2 separate regions of the Sus scrofa genome follow, and region 2 is linked to region 1. A link is a contact called in public Hi-C data. All regions are on one chromosome and are shown on one strand. Each heading gives the region's core, a stretch centred on a gene start, on an enhancer-like site or on the middle of the called end of the contact. The rest is flanking DNA. Distances are from core to core; before and after follow the strand shown. Region 1 has its middle 78 kb from the start of HMGA2. Region 2 overlaps HMGA2 (high mobility group protein HMGI-C).

Region 1 (3,544 bases), core at 313-2,812:
TAGCCTGGAAAACAGTAAGAACTTGAGATGTTTAATAATGATGTGAGGGCTTGTGTGTTCTCACTTAGATGTGCAGGATCTGTCTGGTTTAGTTTCTTTGAAAATCTAAATCTAACCTCTTTCTTTCAAAGGATCTGCAGTTATTCTGGGATTCCTTCCCCCATTCTCCTTTTTGTTCTCTCTCTTTTCTCTTCTTGGAAAGCTTTATATAACATTTTAAGTATATCTGAAAAAGTGTTTGGAAATGTTCAGGGAAAAAGTAGGTTCTGTTGAATTCAACATGATTGAAGGCACAGCTACTATTTATTTGTCAGGCCCTGTACTAGGATCTGGAGCCATGGACTGAGTAATGCACCCCTACCCTCAAAAATCTCATAGTCTAATTGAATACAGATCGATATAAACTAGTCTTTGTACCCCTGCAAGATCAATGCCAAAATAGACTACTTCAGCATCTTTATTCTCTGCAAAATGGCTTTTATAGAGTCGAGGAAAAGAAGGGCTGAAAAGGAATCACTTGGTCACGGCGACCACCCAGGTGGTGCCAGAGTTGGAAGCAGCCCTCCTCCCCCAGTCATCAATGCGGCTCAGAACGAATCGGCTTTTCAGGAATGTGGAGAGCAAAGGAAAAGGCGGCCAAATCTTCCAGGCAGAAGCAGTTCCGATCCGAGGATTAGAGCCTATCAATGAGGGGTGACCGAACTGGAGGGAGGAAAGAAGGAAGGAAATAGGGCTTAAGCTCTGAGGGAGACTCTCTCAGGAGACAGGGTCAGGCACTAAACATCCACCTTCTCAGAAAGCTCCCACGCACGGGGGAAAACAGGCCCCTGCGGCTGGGCGCTTGCGGCTGAGGCCCGTCTGGGCCCCCGCGCCCACCCGGCTCCCGCCGGCTCCTGGGCCGCCAGCAATCTGCGTCGCCGGCGGAAGGACCTCCAGCAGCCAGGCCGCTTTTGAAGTCTGGGCGGCCGAAGGGAGGGGAAATGGATGACACCGGGGACAGGGACTGGGCGGGGGAGCTCTGCCCGGTTCCCACGATTGATCCGCCAGCTCCAGGGGCCAACGCAGGGTTCGGGCTGATTCTAGTGTGGGATGCAGAGTGAGTGTGCACACTTGCGTAGGAGGAAGCTGCGCCGGGAGAGTAGCTGGCCGGGTAGGAGAGGAAGCGAATGCACCTCAAAGCGGAGGGCAGGTAGACGCGGGCCTGAGGCCCAGGGTCAGCAACCAGTAGTATGGGCGGGGCCGAAGCCGGGCTGGGAGGCAACCGGGGAGCCTCGAGCCCTCCGCCCCTCCGCCGAATGGCAGACGCAATCCCGGCCCCTGCCCCTGCGGCCTGGGCAGGTCGGTGGAAGGAGACTTGGGCAGGAATGAGACTCCATTTAACCTAAGATCAGGAGAGCTATTAACTTGTCACTGGCATCCGCTCATTCGTAAAAGAAAAAACTCCGCGAGCGGAAGGACCAGGGGAGGGAGCGCTGCGGCCGTCTCTGTGGCCCCCTAGTCTCTCAGGAGTTAAGTTCCGGAGCCAGCGCCCGGCCCCGCCCAGGCCCCGCCCCTTCACCCGGCTCCGCCCTCCCAGACTGTGCGGCGTCGGCCCGCGAGCCAATCGGAAGCTCTCTACCTCCAGCCCCGCTGCAAATCACCGCAGGAAGTGTAAGGCGCGCAGCAGCCCCAGACAAAATCGATTACTTTTCCCCCCTCCGTAGCCGGGCTGGGAACTCGAGGAGCTCTGGTGGATTCCTGTTGGTGTGTCTTCTAGCCAGGAGAAGCTATGGCTGATGACCCTGCGGGTCCGGGTGGTTGACTACTTACCTCTTCCTTCAGCCTTGCCGACAAGCATAATAACGCGCACAGTTTGAGGCTTGGAGGGAGGCTCATTAACTAGAGCGTACACAATAAAGGCTCTCCTGGAGAGGAAGGCGGGCTTCTCCCGCGACCCCAGATTATTTCCGATGGGGTCATCAGATAAATCCACAGGTCACATCTGTTCAAAGGGACCTATTTAAAATATGCGTTGACCTAGGAGTGAGAGTTACAACTGGGAGGGTGTGTTCCTGTGTGTGATGTTGAAAGGGACACCCCACCCACCCGCCAAAATTCACACAGTGAGAGCATATGAAGAGGTCTTAAATAACACTCAGTTCAAGTCCCACTTCTCCCCCAGGCTTATGTTTGAATAGCCTCCACGTTCAAGGTAGAGGGTTACAAGGTAGTTTGGAATTCCAAAGATTTAAAATGGGGAGATACTGCACAGAAACATTTTGAGCAATGAAACCTAGAAGGTGGAACATGGGTGGGAGGGAGATAACAAAATACGTAATAGAAGACACTTTAAAAAATATCATCTGTATTCTTCAAGCTTAATAGGCATTCCTAGAGACCTCTACTTTCTATGGCTGATTCAGAGCTCAAATCTTTGTCCTTAGGGAGTTGCAAATAAGGGTGTTAGGTTTGTTATTTTATAGTAAGAGTCCAACAAGGCGCCCCTGGCTCCAAGGTTTGTGGTGGCAGACAGATACCTCTTTTTAGGTCTTTTTTTTTTTTTTTTTTTTTAATTCCAGATTTGAACTAAAGATGGTTCAAATTTCCTTTTCCCTCTCATCTATCTAGCTCTAAATTCTAAGAAATGGGAACACTGACTGACTACACAACAGAACTTGCTTTGCTCCTTTTGATGGGGAGCTGTATGTACCTTTCACCATTCTATTTTACAGGAAACTTAAAGCTGATTTCCTTTCTCTGCTCCCGAAAGCAGTTGTTATCTTGGTGTTTGTTACAGAACATCTTTATTTAATGAAAAATAGTTGATTTTCAGCAGCAAGCATACCTTAACAAAGTTGTCAAATGCATGGTACTATAGCAAACAGGGGAGAGGCTTTTTTTTTTTTTTTTTTTAAAGCATGTTAGTGCTTATGAATGATAATTCTTGAATGTTTGAAGTTAAACTGCATGCTTATTTCTTTAACTGGTCAGAAACCTTCCTGGTTTGTTTGTTTGTTTTAGATTTTCTTTTTACATTTGGCAAATTTAGAGACATGAGAGAGAAGAGAATTGTTACTTTCTTTTACTCAACAATTAAGACTAATAACAAAAATCCCTTTAGCTTGTATGGGCATGTGACTAGAAATGAAAATATACCAATGCAGAGCAGAAATATGTTGAAAGGATATACAGGAAAATTCTACCATGGTGTTGTAATATATCCTTTACCCTAACTGGCTGTCTCAAGAATTCACACTGTTAGTTGAACACACCCAATAATATCTCCTCTTTTTTTCAGCTCTAGGGCTGAAATTTACTAGAGTTTTCACTTCTCTCTCTTCTGCCCCTATGGATTTTAATTCCATCTATATGTTGATGGTTCCAAAATTTCTATCCTCATAACAGAGATCTTCCCTGAGCTCCATCTTACACTTCTGTATGCTTGATAGCTTCTCAGGCATTTCAAACTTGACAGATCCAAAACTTAATTCCTGATCTCACATCTCCAGAATGTTTCTCTCCAGTTTTTTAGCAAAATAAATAATTCTAAGGAGTACTTAACTCA
Region 2 (3,544 bases), core at 502-3,001, 220 kb before region 1:
CATACTTTAATAGATTTGATTTTCCACATGGCTTCATTTTGTCTGGGTGGCTAACTGACACAATTTATACTCTCTTCCTTTCCCAGGTCACTACAGTACACCATTCAGTAACGCATGCCTTAAAGCTTGTCTGCATTATATGACCAAACTTCCATTCATTAGTGTTTGAAACACTTCAGCTGTGAAGGAACTCCTAAATGCTACCATGTGTGACGCTTTTGCGTAAAAGCAGCAAACGTGAGGAAAAAAGCCCATATGAACAGGCACTCGCACGTTCACATGTTCACATGCATGCGAGCGTGAGCGTGCGCGCGTGCGCGCACACACACACACACAATCCTGGGCTTTAATCACAGGCCACTGCTTACTGCAAACCCTCTGCAACAGGTTTCAAACTCTTTTCCCCCCTAAGACTGAGGCAGCTGTAAATCCTGGGAATAAACACACATACAAATGAATGGATTACAGCTTAAAAAATATATCCGCCGCAGCATCAAGTCATGAGATTTCACACCGGTTTTGTTTAGTCTGCTTTGGGTTATGTGGGAAATGTGGAACGTTTGAAGCTACCTCCCCTCTGCTCCCAACCCCCGAGCTGCGGGCTTCATAGGTTTATACCTCTTGATCGGCAACAGGCCATGACCCTGAGATTCTCTATGGAAGACTGACCACAAAGGAGAAGGTGGCAGGATCAAAGCCACCGAGGATGAGAGAGAGAGACAAGCCAAGGTTCAGCTGCCCTGTGACCTGGCCTTTTCCCTTAATGTTTAAATTTCAGAAAGTCACTATACCGTTTGGCAGATACGCTCTTCATCCATCCCCAAATGACTCCCTTCTCATGGTGACACGAGGTGTGGACTTAGGTGACTATCCCAAAACAGACCACAGTGCAAATGCTGGCAGATACATTTGCTTCTTTCTTCTCTTGGTTAACCAATTTATAGAATGCAGTCAAGTTGGAACACCCCCCACCCCCACCCCCGACTGAGCTGTCATTATTCCATTTCTGCTTGATTTTTCTAGACTACCTGGAAACCAAGGTGCTTCCAAATCCAGAAGGAGAGCACATTATCGGGCCATGAACTTATAAAGACCTTGTAGTAGATGGAATGTGATCAGCTTTTTATCTTTATTTTTTTATGGCCCCACCCAAGGCATATGGAAATTCCTGGGCCAGGGATTGAATCTGAACTGCAGTTGTGACCCACACCACAGCTGCAACAATTTAACCCACTGCGCAGGGCAGGAGATCAAACCCATGCTGCTGCAGTGACTGGAGCTACCATAGTTGGATTCTTAACCCACTGAACTCGTGTGTGTGTGTGTGTGTGTGTGTGTGTGTGACTAACTTTTTAAAACTTTCCCAGCAACTTTGCTTGACTGGAGCTCTTGGAGCTCCTGATATGTAAGTGGCTTCTTCAATTCCCTTAGACACAACTCAGCTAAAAATCACGGTGTCCCCATCTTCATCCTGTTTCCTTTACTTCATGGTTCTTAACACAACACGGAGGTGTCTTTCCCCTGACCTTGCAATGCTTCTCCTTAGTAACTGTCAGTTAGTAAGGGGTACAAGATTAGGATGTCAGAGGGTGGAAGCCTCACTCTGTCCAACTTTTGGAGGCCATGTGGCTCTCACGTGCTCAGAATGATCGTTTCCTCAAATGTCTGGTTCATGGAGAGCTCTCTCTTCTTGGCATAGCCCTCACTGGCCACCCTCCAGAGGACGGCACTGCTGCTAACTGGGTGATACTGACGGGCCCGTGACACCTCTCACCTCTGCCAACCCCACTTCTCACCCTTCCGGTGACTTGGCCTTTTGCTACCCGTGTGGCTGCCGCGACAAAAGAGCGCGTGTAACTAAGAGAAGAAAAATTCTCTTCATATTCTTGTGTTCCACCATTCATTTACTGGATTGGGGTAGGTAATTTAACAAGAGATGGCAAGAGAAGGCTGGGAGAGAAGAATTTGGCTTTCCCTCCCAGGAGCCAATTGGGTCATGGATGCACGAAGATGGAATTGGAAAATCCACGTTCAGCTGCCCTAAGTGTCACGGTTGACCAGACTTCACACAGAGCCCTTCTGTGGTGCAAAGAGTGGACAGGAACTGGTGATGGAGGAAATGAGCAGCTGGTTCTGATGTCCCCCAGGAAGCTTATTTCCACAGCAAAGTAGTTGGTAGGGACTCCTGAAAGTCAATCCTCTTTAGCAACTTAGAGGACACTGGCATTTACTGTAGTCAATAGCTTGCAACTTGGGATATTTATTTAAATTGCTTCATGTTTGCAACATATGGCCAAAGGATCTTTGAGCTTGGGTAGCTCCCCAAGAGCGGCTTTGAGGAAATAAGGGGGTTGAAAACTGCAGCCAAGCATTCTACACATCTCATTAGGGGCTGGTTGACGAGGTGGGCAGGCCAAGCAGTGGCAGTCTGCTCAAGGAGGCGTATGGTTGGGGATGGGCTTCAGGAATGTAGGATAAAAGGACTTTTCAAAGTGAAAGTGCAGTGACATTTTTATGAGCACCAGCCACTAAAGCCTCTAAACACTGAACAGCCCCCAGCCATTCACTCAGTTGCCTTACAAAGACAACGGAGGCCGCGCCACACTGGGGCAAAACACGCCATTTTTTTGGCAGAAAACTGAAGCGAGGGAAAAGAAAGTGGGCAGAGTTGGAGAACTCTATTTTTATTATGACTATTGGAAAATTGCACTCATTTTCCCTTAGTTTTTCTTTTGCCCCCACCCTACCCCCAGAATGTAATAAGTATAACTCTTTCATTGCTTTCATTACACTTGGGGAAAAGCCCTACTAAAACCTAGAAATGTGGTTTGCACACATCCCCATTCTTTTAATTTGGTGCAGCACAATGCATGTGGCTGTACCATTGGGTACACTTCTGCTAGCTGATTCAAAAGGAGGAAGACGACATGCCAGTATCCACCCGGATCCCCTAATGCTAGATGGAAATTTTTAATGTCTTAGGAGTTTAATTATAATCTTACCACACAGGCACGATTGAGGCTGTGTGCTGGAGGAAAGTTCAGTATTTAATGCAAAAGCTGAAGCTCTGGGTTTAATTTTCAGATGCAGACTAAACAGCAGGTCTGCAATGGAAGGGAGGCCAGCGAATTCTAAATGGAACCTAGAAGTGAAAATACTCTCTCTGCGAACTTGAGGAGCGCTGTCACCATAATGGCCCTCTTTGTATGGAGTAAAGGGATGCAAAGTCACAACAGTCCATGTTGGCTCTAATACATGCTTATTTTTTCCCCCCTTGGTTGCAAAGAATCCTGCAGCTCATTTTATTGAACTTGCTTTTTTTAAGGCTGCACCCGTGGCATATGGAAGTTCCCAGGCTAGGGGTCGAACTGGAGCTACAGCTAGCCTACGCCACAGCCACAGCAACGCGGGATCTGAGCCACGTTTGCAACCTACACCACAGCTCATGGCAACGCAGGATCCTTAACCTGCTGAGCAAGGCCAGGGATTGAACTTAAGTTCTCGTGGATACTAGTTAGGTTCGTTGTCACTGAGCTATGACAGG

What was found. A called contact is a pair of places that touch in the nucleus more often than the background predicts.
Region 2: a contact with region 1 is called in a Hi-C map of heart right ventricle, with 2.4 times the contacts expected there. The contact joins two enhancer-like sites. A contact is called at or near these places in 2 of 47 Hi-C or Micro-C datasets (embryonic fibroblasts and heart right ventricle).

Annotation. Positions count from the first base shown.
Region 1 is chr5:30,108,864-30,112,407 of Sscrofa11.1, reverse strand. No RefSeq gene overlaps it. Among named protein-coding and RNA genes, the nearest start is that of HMGA2, 78 kb to the left of the region's middle. Within about 2 kb of position 1,562, at least 73 of the 83 cell types and tissues checked have an H3K27ac peak or open chromatin away from gene starts, as enhancers often do.
Region 2 is chr5:30,324,743-30,328,286 of Sscrofa11.1, reverse strand. The region is part of intron 4 of HMGA2 (high mobility group protein HMGI-C); the gene reads right to left. Among named protein-coding and RNA genes, the nearest start is that of HMGA2, 140 kb to the right of the region's middle. Within about 2 kb of position 1,751, at least 2 of the 83 cell types and tissues checked have an H3K27ac peak or open chromatin away from gene starts, as enhancers often do.